Regions from separate parts of the Pan troglodytes genome. Here region 2 is linked to region 1. Evidence: chromatin contacts called from public HiChIP or PLAC-seq data. All regions are on one chromosome and are shown on one strand. Each heading gives the region's core, a stretch centred on a gene start, on an enhancer-like site or on the middle of the called end of the contact. The rest is flanking DNA. Distances are from core to core; before and after follow the strand shown.

Region 1 (6,720 bases), core at 1,937-4,436:
TGAATAATCACGGCTCACTGCAGCCTCAAACTCCCAGGCTTAAGCGATCCTTCTATCTCAGCCTCCCGAGTAGTTGGGGCGACAGGCACATGCCACTAATTTTTTATTTTTTGTAGAGATGGGGTCTCGCTACATTGCCCAGGCTGGCCTTCAACTCCTGGGCTCAAGCAATCCTCCTGCCTGGACCTTCCAAAGTGTTGGGACTACGGGCCACCACGCCCAGCCATTATTAGAGTCTTAATACAATACCAAAGTCTAATTCTCCACAGATCTGCTCAGCGTAATTTTTTCAAGAAGTGTTATGACCTGGCTGAAATGCTGGGTCCAATTTTCTCTCCTTTATAGATGCATAATACAAGTTTGCATTATGGCCACTCTTTTCCAAGCCCCTTGATCTTTTGGAGTGGGAAGGAGGTAAACCTATCGCAAATCTCTCCATGAAAGCCTGTTAAAGCAGAGACACGTACTTCAAGGCTCTACTCTTCAGCTCTTCCCACTTCAATTTACCCAACAACTACAAAAGTTACTTAAAATGGGTAGTTCTAAATGCTCTTCCTGCCAACAGGAGAGGCCTTTTCTAAAAGGGTAAGATTAAGGATTCCTGGAGTGTCTTGCAGGAATACACCAAATGGGACAAAGATGGATAAGGGGTGGTGGGGGGTGGGGTGTTGTCTCCAGAAGGAGTTGCTGAGCTCCAACTGTGCTGCAAATTTCCTGTTGACGTAGTTCTACCTGGGACAATGACTACCAAAGACATGAACTGCCTGTCTTTGTAGAGAGACCTAGTTAAATGTCAAAAGCAGCACAGGGCCCGGCACATTGGCTCATGCCTGTAATCCCAGCACTTTGGGAAGCCGAGGCGGGTGGATCACCTGAAGTCAGGAGTTTGAGATCACCCTGACCAACATGGTGAAACCCTGTCTCTACTAAAAATACAAAAATTAGCTGGGCGTGGTGGCAGGCACCTGTAATCCCAGCTACTCAGGAGGCTGAGGCAGGAGAATTGCTTGAACCCGGGAGGCAGAGGTTGCAGTGAGCCGAGATCACACCATTGCACTCCAGCCTGGGCGACAGAGCAAGATTCTGTCTCAAAAAAAAAAAAGAGCAGCACAAAAAAATGTCAAACTTCGAACTGCTCTACAATGACTAGTTACCATACAGTGGGAACTTGAAATAGTAGTTCATTCACTCATTCATGCCACAAGGACCTGATGCCAACTACACCAGGCACAAGGCTGGGCTCTAGGAAAACAGAGGTGAACAAGCATAATGTCCCTGCCCTATTTCGTCTTACATTTTCCTGTGACACACAATACAAAAATGAATATACAAAATGGCAGATGCTGTAAAGAAACTATGAACTTTACAGTAAAACTGAAGAATCATCACCAAAACACATGCTGTGCTTTTTCTGTTCAAAGAAGTGTGACAAACCACTTTTTGTAGAAATGTGAATTACTAGTCATCATACTTTCCTAATTTAAAACAGCACAATTTCTTCAGCTGTAGGAGGTAGAATCCCAATCTTAGAAGAAAAAAAAAAACTAACTTTTTGAAAGGAGATATTCTGCACTGGTGTAACAGCACCTCAGCACTTAGGCCAAGAGTGATAACAACACTGGCCAAAAGATAAACAATTTACACAGGTGGCAAGCCATCTAAGGCAAAAGCTAAAAACAAGAAAAACAGATGGACTTCTCAAGAAGTCATTTAATGTGTACTGCATACACACGTAATTTTCAAAAACAGAAAGGGAAGGCACAAAAAGTTTTGGCAGATGACACTAAATCAACAGTTTTAACATTGCTGCATTCCAGATCATTCCAATAAACAATGGTTCAACATACTGAGAATCTAGAGACATTTCATCTCTAGGCAGAACACTGGTTTGTAAAGTTTAGTTGCTGGACCTAGGCCATGGAAAGACACAAACAAATCCTAATGTTGAAACTCTAAATGCATTCCCACTTAGAATTAAACAGGAAAGGGAAGGTTCCTCCCCCATGTAGGAAACTGAGCCGTAACTTACTGGTTTCAATTTATAGCTATGAAGTGTGTGTGTTTTGGAGGGGAGGGGAGATGAGAAGTTGGAGAGGTTTAAGGAAAAGACACCTGCATGAGGTAGGGCAGAAGTGGACATCCTGAAGACCTGATTTCTAAAAGCAGCAGGCCTACTAGGAAAACTTAAATCTCTTTCATATTGACTGCAAAAGCGAATTTTGAGCCTGTAAGGTGGATCATGGTAGTTGCCGGTCTGCAGATACACTAGGTTGAAGACTCGCAGCACCTAATGTCACTTTTTCATGCTCACGCCCTCCCAGCGCCCAATCCGTGTTTATGGAATGAAGGGGAAAACCCAAAAGAATGAATGAACAAGAAAGGAGTCTAGTCAGGAGGATGGCCCTGGACGCCGACTAGGCGAAATCAGGGACGATGCTCCCGGGGCCGGGAGGCGCTCGAGGACCCCCGGGCGCAGTGGAGAACGCGGACCGCGATAGGGCCGGGGGCGTAGGGCAAGACAAAGGCAGCGCGGGCGGCCAGACACGGGTGCCCGGCGGGGACGGGGACCGCGGGCGCTCACCTCATCGCCCCACTTGAGAACGTCCTTGTGCCGGTCCTTGACGGCGTGGTAGATGTGCAGGAACTGGAGGATCCCGTGCCGCCGCACGTGGTCGGCATGGCGCTTGGTTTCCTCCCAGCTCAGCGGCGAGCCCTGGGACAGCAGCCCCATGGCCGCCCCCTCCTCCTCCTCCTCCTCCTCGGGGCTGACGGCGGTCGCCCGCTCCGGGCGCGAGACGGACACTCAGCCGCCCGCAGAAGGCGGCTGCCGCTCCACCCCGCGGGGGCGCTCTCGGGCCGCAGTCGGCGGAGGGAGGGTCCTGCCCGCTCCGGGTCCCCGGCGGCGGCCCCTGGCGCCCAGGTGACAGACCCTGGGTCCGACGCACCGCGCGGAGGCGAAGGCAGAAGACCGAGAGCAGGCGGGACGGCTCTCGGCCCGGCGGCCTCGCCCTCCCCGCTGCTCCTCCTCCCGCTCCGATGCGGCGGCGGCGGACCCCACGGCCGCGCTGCCGCGGCGGCTCCCGCTTCTCTTTGCCGGTCTGGTGCACTGGCTTCTTCCTACTTGTGACCAAAACCTGCGCCGCCGCGGAGCATGCCCAGTCTTTGCGTCCGCTAGCTCGCCGCTCCTGGGCGCGATCCTGCGCTCCAGGTTTTATAGACTACGGGCGAAGGCGGGGAGAGGAGGCGGTGCAGTGGCGGAGGCGTGGCCTGAAGCCCGGTGGGAACCGCGGAGGCTGAGGAGGCGTGTGCAAGGGTGATTGGGACGCAGTTGAGGGGAGCAGCTCGCGAGAAGGGGGCGTGCGGTCGGCCTCGCTTTACGCAAACGCGACATATCAAAATGCATTTTTTTGCTAATCAAAAGAGATAAACTTGGGATTCGGGAAGAAAGTTGATTATTTGAATCAATGACGAACTCACCATATTATGTTTTAGTTGGACAGGGCCTCACACTTAGAGTGAGAGCGGCAGAATGTGTTGAGGAAAGTATTAACATGGTAGTGAAGTGAAACAGTTCAACTCTAGGCTCCATCACTTACTGACTGTGAGACTTGGGACAAGTTCTTCCCATATCTGCATAAAATTAGATTAATTCTATCTTTTATAGATGTCGTAATTATGTGCATAGTGTACATGTGTATAGTGTTGGCCAATAAATTGACCTGGTTATTAAGAGGAATCAATTTGTCAACATGTGTAAATCATCATTATTCCCTACTGTCTTGATTAACTGGTGACCTATGTTCTCTGGATGGCACGGACACCATTTATTGCAAAAAGTCTCCAGATAGACCATATGAGGAACCATCTCCAAAAGTTTATCCTCCATCTAAACCTAAAATTCATCCCTTAAGTGATCAAAATGACGTTCTTGTGAGCCTACCGTGGGGTGGGGTTGAAGATAGTGGGAACACCTAGAGTTGGCCTTATCTTGGAGGGAAAGGAGAGGAAGGAGGTACCGTGCCCCCAAGTGATTGTTTAATAAATACGTGTTGACAGAGCAATGACCTGTCAGGGGAAAAGTGAAGGCAACTAGATCATACATGTACCTACCCAGAAAGTGTGTATTTATCATACCCTCTTCCCTCGCACTACAGAGTTAACATTTAGTAAGCACTTATTAATTGCTGAACGAGTGAGTACATGATAGCAGGATTCTCTTCTCCCACAGCCTTCATATTGGATGTGCCCCTCACAGGGCTTGCGGGCATGAATACCCAAGGTCTGTCTGGGATTTCCACAATGGTGTGTGTGTGTGTGTGTGTCTGTGTGTGGTAGGGATGTTTGAAGCTCAGGAGATGATGTTTCCATCCTCATCACACAGGTGGGATAGAAATCAAACCACATTATTCTAATTTTTCCACAGCCTTTTCAACAACTTCCTTTGCCCTCCCACCAACCTCACCAGATCTGTATATGGTTCTGGCACTCTGTTGTTTTTCCTGCTTGAAATTCTCCATCTGACACACTCATGTTCATCTCTTGAGTCACAGTTATTCCTCTCTGTGTTTTGGTTGCATTCGTACATTAATGATAGAGTCATTTTAAAGATAGCTCCACACTAAATAGTGAATTCCTCTGGGGCACAGATGACTTATGCCTTTTGTACCTTTAATTCTAGAAAAGTGCTTGGTATAGAGTGTGTGCTTAATAAATGTTAGCTTCTCCATGAAAAGCAGGTAGTGGGAGAGGGGGAGAAACAGTGTTTCCCATGTAGGTAAGACATCCAAGGATCATTGGGTTATTCTCATAATGTCATCTGACATTTTCATAGACCTGCATTGTTCAACACGACAGCCATCAGCCACATTGGCCAAAGCACATTTGAAATGTGGCTAACATGACCGAGAAACCAAATTTTCATTTTAATTTAATCAATTTAAATGTAAATTTAAAAACTGATATTCCATTCAGTTACTGGAAAACTTTTAAGTAAATTTGAAACAAGTTGGAAATGTGAATCCATTTTTGACTGTAAATTTTATGAAATGTAATTACAGATCAAGTATTTCCAATGAAAAACTTAGTGGCCCAGATGTGTTGTGAGTGTAAGTCACACACCAGATTCTAAGACAGTAGAATAAAAAGATGTAAATATCTCATTAAAAGTTTTATATTGATTACATAGCGATATAGTATTTTGGAAATTTTGAGTTAAATATGATGTGGTATGTTATTTAAATTAATTCACCACCACCCCCGCCCACTTTTATTTTTAGTTTTAAAGGAGGCTACTGAAAAATTTAAGATTACATATGTGGCTCTCATTCCACTTTATTGAAACAGTACTGATGTAGACCTTGATTTACACTTTGCAAAGCAGTTTTCCCATACACCTGCTGCACACCATACACTTTTCCCATGCACCTGTTAGGAATCATGGACCTGGGCGGTTCAATAATAGACTAAATTCTTGTCTAGCCAAAGCCCTACACGACACTGAACCTAGTAAGAGTTTAACACTGTAATTGGAGTTACTCTGTCCTAGATCCCGGCTCACACTCACATAAGGGACCTCCCTCACCCTACCCCCCCGAATTCTGAACCAGCTCCCCCAGCGGGGGTCCCAGAGCTTTGGACAATCTCAAAAAGGGCGCCGGCGCTGCTGCACCACAGGGCACTTATGCCCAATTTAAACCTTGATCTCTCAGTGTCTTTAGCCTTTTCTGTTACAAAGAAAAAACAAAAATCCCATCACGGATCAACTGAAGTCATATTTAACAAGAGTTACTCCCCTCTGACAATGCTTTGCCTGCATAGGTCCACTACGGCTCGATTTCATTCTGTAGACTGCACCCAGGGCTAGGTTTCGACATCTGGAAGTGAGTTTTCAGCAGACAGCTCCATCAGGGCTGTAACGATAGCTGAAGGGGAAAGAAGGAGCTCATATCTTGCAGAATCAGCTCTTCCCTAGACCACGACCAAAGGCCGATTCCCAGTAGTGTCTTCCGCGGAAAAACGCGAGACCCGCTCTCCAGGAACCCATCTCTGCCCAGCGGCGCCCTGGCACCGCAACCTCGCCTAGCAGCCCCGCGGACCAACACAGGCCCCGCCCCCAGAGCCGCCCGGAAAACCTGGACCGTGGAGATCCGCATCGGGGGACGCCGTGCAGTCGTGAGGCCAAGCTGAGCATGCTCGGAGAGCCGGCCTGTCGCGGGAGGAAGCGGTGTGGGCCGCGGGCGGTGCACGCCGCGCAGTTGTTGTGATACAGCCCCCGCCACGTGACTGCGCGGGCCCGCCTCCCCCGCGCGCGGCACCGCCTCCCCGTGACTCAGCACTTTGTGCGGGCTCCGAGCCGGAGGTCAATCCCGGGGAGGCTTCTTAGGGCAAAGTCTCAGTCCATCACTCCTGACCTCTGGGCTGCTGCTGCTGCTAGGATTGCCGCAGTCATTTCAGACACGATGGGTTTCGGGCCTCCAAGGACCAAAAAATACATCATTTTCTCTGTGGTCACGCCATTCCCAGTTTCCCTTGAGTCAGCGGCTTCGCGAGATCAAATAAGGAAAACAGAGAGTGCCTAGGAGACTCTGAGGAAGGCACTTCTAGGTCATCTGCCCCTGCCTTTACCGCTCTCTTTGGCTTAAGTATCCCTTGACCTTGGTGGTCTGTCGCTTGGGTCCCAGTATATCACATTCTATGCCAGGCACTTTGAGCTGGTATCCG
Region 2 (6,720 bases), core at 2,328-4,827, 250 kb after region 1:
CATTTTACACTTCCACCAGCAATGTATGAATTCCAGTTGTTCCATTTTTTTATTTGTTTGAGACAGTGTCCTATGCTGTTGTCCAGGCTGAGTGCAGTGCCCAGCTCACTGCAGCCTCAAACTAACTAGGAGGCTCAAGTGATCCTTCCACCTCAGCCTTCTGAGTAGCTGGGACTACAGGCATATGCCACTATGCCAGGCTAATTTTTTATTTTTTGTAGAGACGGGTGTCTCCCTATGTTGCCCAGGCTGGTCTTGAACTCCTGGCCTCAAGCGATCCCTTCACCCCATTCCGCCTGGGCCTCCCAAAGTGTTGGAATCAGGTGTCAGCCACTCTGCCGGGCCAAGTTGCTCTATATCTTCAGTAACATTTGGGATTGTCTTTTTTTTTTCTTTAATTTTAAGTCATTCTAGTGGTTAGGTGGTGGTATCTCACATTAAAATTCACATGCCCAAACCTCTGAATCCCCATTTACAAGAATCCCTATCTTACACGCTAACACTTTGGACTTTCACTTAAAAAAATTAATGATACCATGCTCAAAAAATTAATGATAAAGCAACAACAGACCACTAAGTATTTATCATTCTCCTAACTTTAGAGAGTAAGCTTCATGAGGCTAAGACCTATCTTGTTTTTCTTACATTTCTAGTATCTAGCACAATGCCTGGTGCATAGTATGTACCTTTATTAGTTATTTGTTGCTGTGTAATAAATTACTCCAAATCTTAGCAGCTTAAAGCAACAAACATTTACTGTCTCACATAATTTCTGAGGGGCAAGAGTGGGGAGCAGCTTAGCTGAGTGGTCCTGAGTCAGAGGCTATCATGAGGTTTTAGTCAAGCTATCAGCTGGTGCTGCAGTCACTTGAAGGCTTGACAAGGGCTGGAGAACTGGCTTCCAAGATGGCTCACTCACATGACTACTGCCAAGAATCGTCAGTCCCTTGCTAGTTGTTGTCAGCAGTCTGCAATTCTTTGGCATGTGGAGCTCTAGATTTGCTCAACATGGCAGCTGGCTTCCCCAAAGTGAGTGATTCGAGAAAGAAAAAGTTGGTTACATAGACCAACCAGGAGATGGTGGATGTTGCCCCTAACTTCCTGGAGGCTGGCTAATAAAGTGCATAATGAATATTTATTGATTAAAGTAATGTGTGTCTGATACTGTACTAAGCATTTTACATATATCATTTCATTTAATCCAGATAACAATCCCATGAATCATCCTCATTTGAGATATGATAAAACTGAGGCTTATACAAGTTAAGTAAACTGTCAATTTCTACAAAGCTAGTGGCATAACAAGAGTTCAAACACAGATCTCTTTAGCTCAAAGGCTGTGAAAACATGGTTCACAGTACAAATGAATAAAAGAATTACATTATTCTAAGAATAAAGTGATTTAGGTGGTCTTTTTAAACTTTGTTTAAATTCAGTCAAACTCATTTGTATGTGGCGGAAGAAACTAGATGTTTTATCAGGCGGGAAACCCTAAAATTCTTCAGGTGAGTAAAAAGTTAATTGCTTCCCTATTCTGTAGTTGACAAGGTGTTGTTTCATTTTTTCTCTCTTACTACGCTGTTTCAAATTCTTGGCAGATTATTGGAAACAAGGAAAGTCAAGAATTCTCCCAGTGACTACCCATAGAATTAAATCAACAAAAAATGTTGATCATTGACTGTGCATATGGCATTGTGGCAGCTTCCCAGATCTACAAAGCAAGTCAGACAGTATCTGTTGTTCAAGAGGTCACAATCTCTTTCGGATTAAGGTGATACAAAAATAATAACACAGAGAAGCTGAAGCATCATGGAGAGGCACACAAGGAATGCTTATTGAGGTTTGAATTTTTAAAGGACTGGACACGTCTTTAAAATACATTTGGTGTTCGTTAAAATAATCTAGTGTGATAACCTCTGGAAATCACATTATTTTAAATGGAGGGAACTAGCCTTCTTTAATTTTTTTTTAAAAAGTTGGAAAACTTGAAGACAGGCACTTACCTTTCCACATGTCTCTGTCAGCAACCAGTTTTCTAGGAAGGGTGGCAGAAATGAGCTTCATATGTTTCTGGAATGCAAGAATGTAGAAAGGGGGGTGGAGGTTCAAAGTCCAGGTAGCTCTCTGTGAGAATGCAAGAATCAAATCAGGACAAACAAAAGAAGGGTGAAGTGGGTAGGGCAACGGAGTTTAGGGATTGACTGGAATGAGAGTTAAGGTGATAATGCTGGGGTAGAAATGAAAGTCAGACCCCTCCTTACGGACTGGGAAGAAAGGAGCCCTCCTAGTAAAGTTGAAAAGACCAAGTGTGTCCTCTTCTCCATTTCACCGGGGAAACCCTCCTGTGCCCAGTCGTAAGGTACAGGAGAGTCTATGGAGCCCATGGAGAGTCTAATGCAAAAACTAGTTTCCGACCAAACTTTGCCTTGGCCACTGAGCATGCTCAGCTTTGTCTTCTATAGAAAAGTGAACTCCGTGGCTCCAGATTTTAGCTATAGCAGCTGGAGGGCGGGAGTGAGTGTGGGAGAGCCAGCGTGGCAGCGGCCGCAGGTGGAACCTGGAGTTTGAGTATGCTTGAAAGGGAAAGTGTGGAACGAAGGGGCGGCCGGGTGGGGAATCAGAGGAGCCCCCAAGGAAATGATTCATCATTGTGATTGACCTTGACTTTAGCAACCCTTCATTAAAGGAGAAAATTTGGTTATTCGGAGATGGGGATTATGTTGCAAACAGTTACAGGCAAAGAGGGGCAGTTCAGGATTCCGGCCGTGGTCCGCAGGAATGAGTCGGGGCGAGGGAATGGTTGTTATAACCCAATAGTGAGCCTCCCCGGTCATCCGGGCTGGACGGGACTGGGGTTGTAGCAGAAAAGCAGGAGCTGTATGGAGGATGCTCACCTGGCAGCCTCGATCTGCCCCTCTTCCCTCGCTCCTCCTTCCGCACCAGCCACAGCTAGTTGTCAGGGGCCAACATCTGGGCCGGGCTGGAACTGGCTCAGAAACTCGCTTTTGCCTGCTTATTTCTGCAGTTGGGCTCCTTGCCAGGTGCAACCACATCTATGAGAATCTCGCAGACTCTCAGACTCCTATGCCTTTGCTGGTACAGGGAGGAGGATTTACTGTCACTCACTGCATAAACCATGATCACCAGAGATGTGCTCCCAAGTTACAAAGCCTGCAGGCGGTGCCCGAGGACCAGAGGGCAGGACAGGGGCCGGGCGCGGCCAGCTCACACTTCTGGGGCAGCCGTGAGCAGCGGGCACACGGGCAGCCACCAAAGCAGCAGCGAGGGTAGTGCAAACACCTCAAAACTACACCGAATCCCGTAGCGCCTGGCGCCCCCGGCGCGCAAGGTACGCTTCGGGGCGGTCCTGTCTGACCCCGGAAGAGAAAGTTGTTTTGGGGAAGGGGAGCAAGGAGAGGAGTGCGAGTTAAATAAAACTAAATATCAAAGTTGTTCTGCTCTGCTCAGGCCGCCTCTACTCCGCCTCATCTTTGCCCCAAGTTCTTTCACAGTCTGCCTTCCTCAAACGGCCCGATGCGCCCCCGTCCTTGCCGGAGTAAGCAGATCGCCAGCAGCCGGCCCACAGGTCAGTCGACCCTCTCTGGATGCAGGTCGCCGGGAAAACCCGGAGCGGAGCATCCCTCGGGCCGGGAAACGCCCTCGGCGCTCACCCACTGGCGCGCATGCTCAGTCCGCGCGGCGGCTGCGAGTAGGAAGCTCCGCGCGGCGGCGGGGGCGGCGACGGCGACTGGCGGGTGGGAGTGGAGGCACCGGCTGGCGGGCGGGGGTACAGGGACGGGGCAGGGGCTCCCGCTCCAGGTTCCTTGAAGCACTTCCGACCGCGAAGCCCGGCGCGAGAAGCGAGCTAACCCAAGAGCCAACAACGAGCGCGGAGAGGGCAGCGGGCTGAGCGGAGCCGCCGGGAAGAACGGGCTCGGAGCCCGGGTCTCCGCCGCTCGGGACCCGGCTAGGCGGCGGCGGGGGCGGCGATGTTCCACTGCATCCCCCTGTGGCGGTGCAACCGTCATGTGGAGAGCATCGACAAGCGCCACTGCTCGCTGGTCTACGTCCCCGAGGAGATCTACCGCTATGCCCGGAGCCTGGAGGAGCTGCTGCTGGACGCCAACCAGCTCCGCGAGCTGCCCGAGGTAAGGGTCCGGCCTCACCTGAGCGCTCTGCCCGCTCGTCTGCTGTCCCTTCCGCTCCCATCCTCTCTCGTCCCCTCTTCCACCTCCGGGTCCGGCGTGAAGGAACCTTCCCTCTTTTATGCATTCACCTGCTTCTTTCTCCCCCTGTCTCTTTACTTCCATCCTTTCCCAGTAAAAGTTCCTTTTCATTTTATTCAAAGTGACCGGATATTTTGCGCGTAGTCACTGGGGCTCGTGCTATTGGAGAAACGTTCTGGACTGTTAAGTAACTTAGATCCATGCTAGGTACTGACACCTGGCACTTGTGCCGGGTCAGATGAGAAGCCGGGTGATTCGGGCTGTTTCCATCTGGAAGCTACAGAGCACCGCATCCTGCCCCCCTCCACTTCCCGGGGTCGTTCCCCCACCAAGGGCCGGGCGCGCCTCTCCTTTAGTCAAGGCATGTCCCGGAGGACCTTGTGACCTGGGCAGCGCTCAAGCGGGCCGCACTATCTCGGCGTCTTGGGAGGAATGAGGAATGTGCTCCGTGCTTTATCGCGGGTGGGCTTGGCCGGCTGGCCTGCGGTGGCTGCGGGGGTGGACGCGGGATGGGCGCAGGGGAGAGCTGGGCCTGGAGCGCTAGGGGCAGGTGCCCAGATGCCGGCCGCCCGGGCCCTGCCTACGTGGACCTGTTGCGTGGTGGGAGCTGCGGTGAACGTCAGCAGAGGCTCTGCCCGCGGGCCAGCCTTGCAGCCGCCTTTCCCGGAGCGGGCACAGTCGTCCTGCTGACTTTCTCTCCTTGCAGTGATGCGTTATCTCTTCAGAGTTGTTTATGTAAATTGATCACTCCATTGCCGCCGAACTTGTCAAGCGACATGTGCTGATGGTGCTTTGACCGAGAGTAGGGGTACAGCGAACTTCTTTCAAGCTTGCCTCGGGAACTTAGCTAGAGTAACCCCTTAGGGGGAAGGTGTCTCAAACCCAGGTGTGTGCAGGAAGTCACTGTGCAATAATCCAAAGGTGTGCAGGAAGTAGGGAGACTGCTGGGAGTCGGGGATTGGACCTATTTAAGGCCTGAGCTTTGGAACGCAAACTTCTTGTTGCCCTTTAGTTAACACAAGCCAAATCTTTGTCACAGAAACACTAGTCAAGTGTTCTGACTTGTTAGAATGACCTGATACGTTCTCCAGCGCTGATGGAGCATTTAAACAATCAGAACTGTGTGTTTTTCTCAATATTTTAAGTGGTGGTGTTCTTCTTGGATTAACTTTCCTGGGTTCATGTGGAATTGATTGGATGTTTGCTCTGTGTAATCATAGAGATTATCCTCACTAGGACCTTTGCAAAGCCCCCCAGGCTTTATTTAGCTTAGAAGCAGCAAAGCCATCAAGTTCCCTCAGGCGTTTATTATTTTGCAGGCATTTTCAAACACATGATTTTTTTCTGGCCTTTCACGTCCTTGAAGATTTCTTACCAGTCGTCAGCTCCCTCACTGCTTTAAGTTGTGTAATTTTAGGCAGTGATATCACCAGGAATATAGAATATGTAATTTAATAGTTTTCAGGGGCTTCAGGATGACATTATTGAAGATGGAGTGAAAAGTTATTCACTAGAAATGACTCATTGCCCTTTGTGGTATTTGTTTGTTTGTTTTCTTTTGTAGAACTGGAAGATTTCCTTTGACTGGATTGGCTTTTCACTCCCTTCTGCAGGGTTTGTGGGTTTTCCTGTAATGTTGGGGAGTTCAGCTTGGCATGGGAAATTACATAATTTCCCATGCCAAGCCGAAATGTCAGGTCTTTCTGTGATCCTAAATGGAAACTTGTCAGAATCTCAAAATATAGTCTGATGGTACTCTGTAAATACGGTAAATAAACAAGCTTTTCAAAGGTTACAGGTGATCTTGCTAATGGATTATTATTGCTCTAACAGCTGTTAAATTAGTATTAAAGTTTTTAGGTTGTGTAAAATCTACTTCTCCCTGACTTATTGTGTGTCTTGGTGCCTGGGTGTGTACATGCCAGACATGAGAACCACCTTGCAAACATAGATATCTGTTCCATCCCTTCCATTCTTTCCTTGGGCTATCTGTTGTCTCACCTCTGAGATCTGTATAACTTATTACCACTGGTCTCTGCTGCTCCTGCTCCAAACCCCTGTCTCCTTACCTGCCACACACAAACACATCTCTTTTGTTCACAAGCCTCAAAGGTCCTTATTTTGGTGGCCATACCAGCTGTATGTTCTCCTCTCTATAATTTGTTTGGAAGCACAGCTTAAGGGGAAGCCGGTACCCCTTACCAGGGCAGCAAAGATGCACTCTCTCCAGGCTTCAGTGTAATAACAGCCACCTTCTTTCCACTGAAAGGCCTGCAACTTCTGGTTTGCGCCAATATCTTCCTTTTACAAATTCAGATTCAGAATTGAGGTGACTTTCTCAGGGCTATCCAGTGAGTTAGATGCCATTGCTGGTGGGTCTTGTTCATTCAGATGTCAGCCAAATACAATTGCTTTGGACACCTAGCAGGAATCTTCTATCCTGCTTCTCACACCCATTAAATCTTTATTTAGTCTCTCCTGTTTTACTCATGTC

The links. HiChIP or PLAC-seq counts read pairs in DNA pulled down with a chosen protein or histone mark.
Region 2: an H3K4me3 HiChIP or PLAC-seq map of stem cell-derived excitatory neurons shows a contact between it and region 1, with 3 times the contacts expected there. The contact joins the promoter of LRRC1 here to the promoter of GCLC in region 1. A contact is called at or near these places in 1 of 7 Hi-C or Micro-C datasets (induced pluripotent stem cells) and 1 of 1 datasets of contacts at active chromatin or transcription factors (stem cell-derived excitatory neurons).

What each region holds. Positions count from the first base shown.
Region 1 is chr5:59,403,312-59,410,031 of NHGRI_mPanTro3-v2.0_pri, forward strand. It overlaps GCLC (glutamate-cysteine ligase catalytic subunit), which reads right to left and starts at 3,187. Exons shown (of 16, transcript XM_001155930.7): 1 at 2,582-3,187. The coding sequence starts at 2,731.
Region 2 is chr5:59,655,069-59,661,788 of NHGRI_mPanTro3-v2.0_pri, forward strand. It overlaps LRRC1 (leucine rich repeat containing 1), which reads left to right and starts at 3,578. Exons shown (of 14, transcript XM_001156152.6): 1 at 3,578-4,148. The coding sequence starts at 3,990.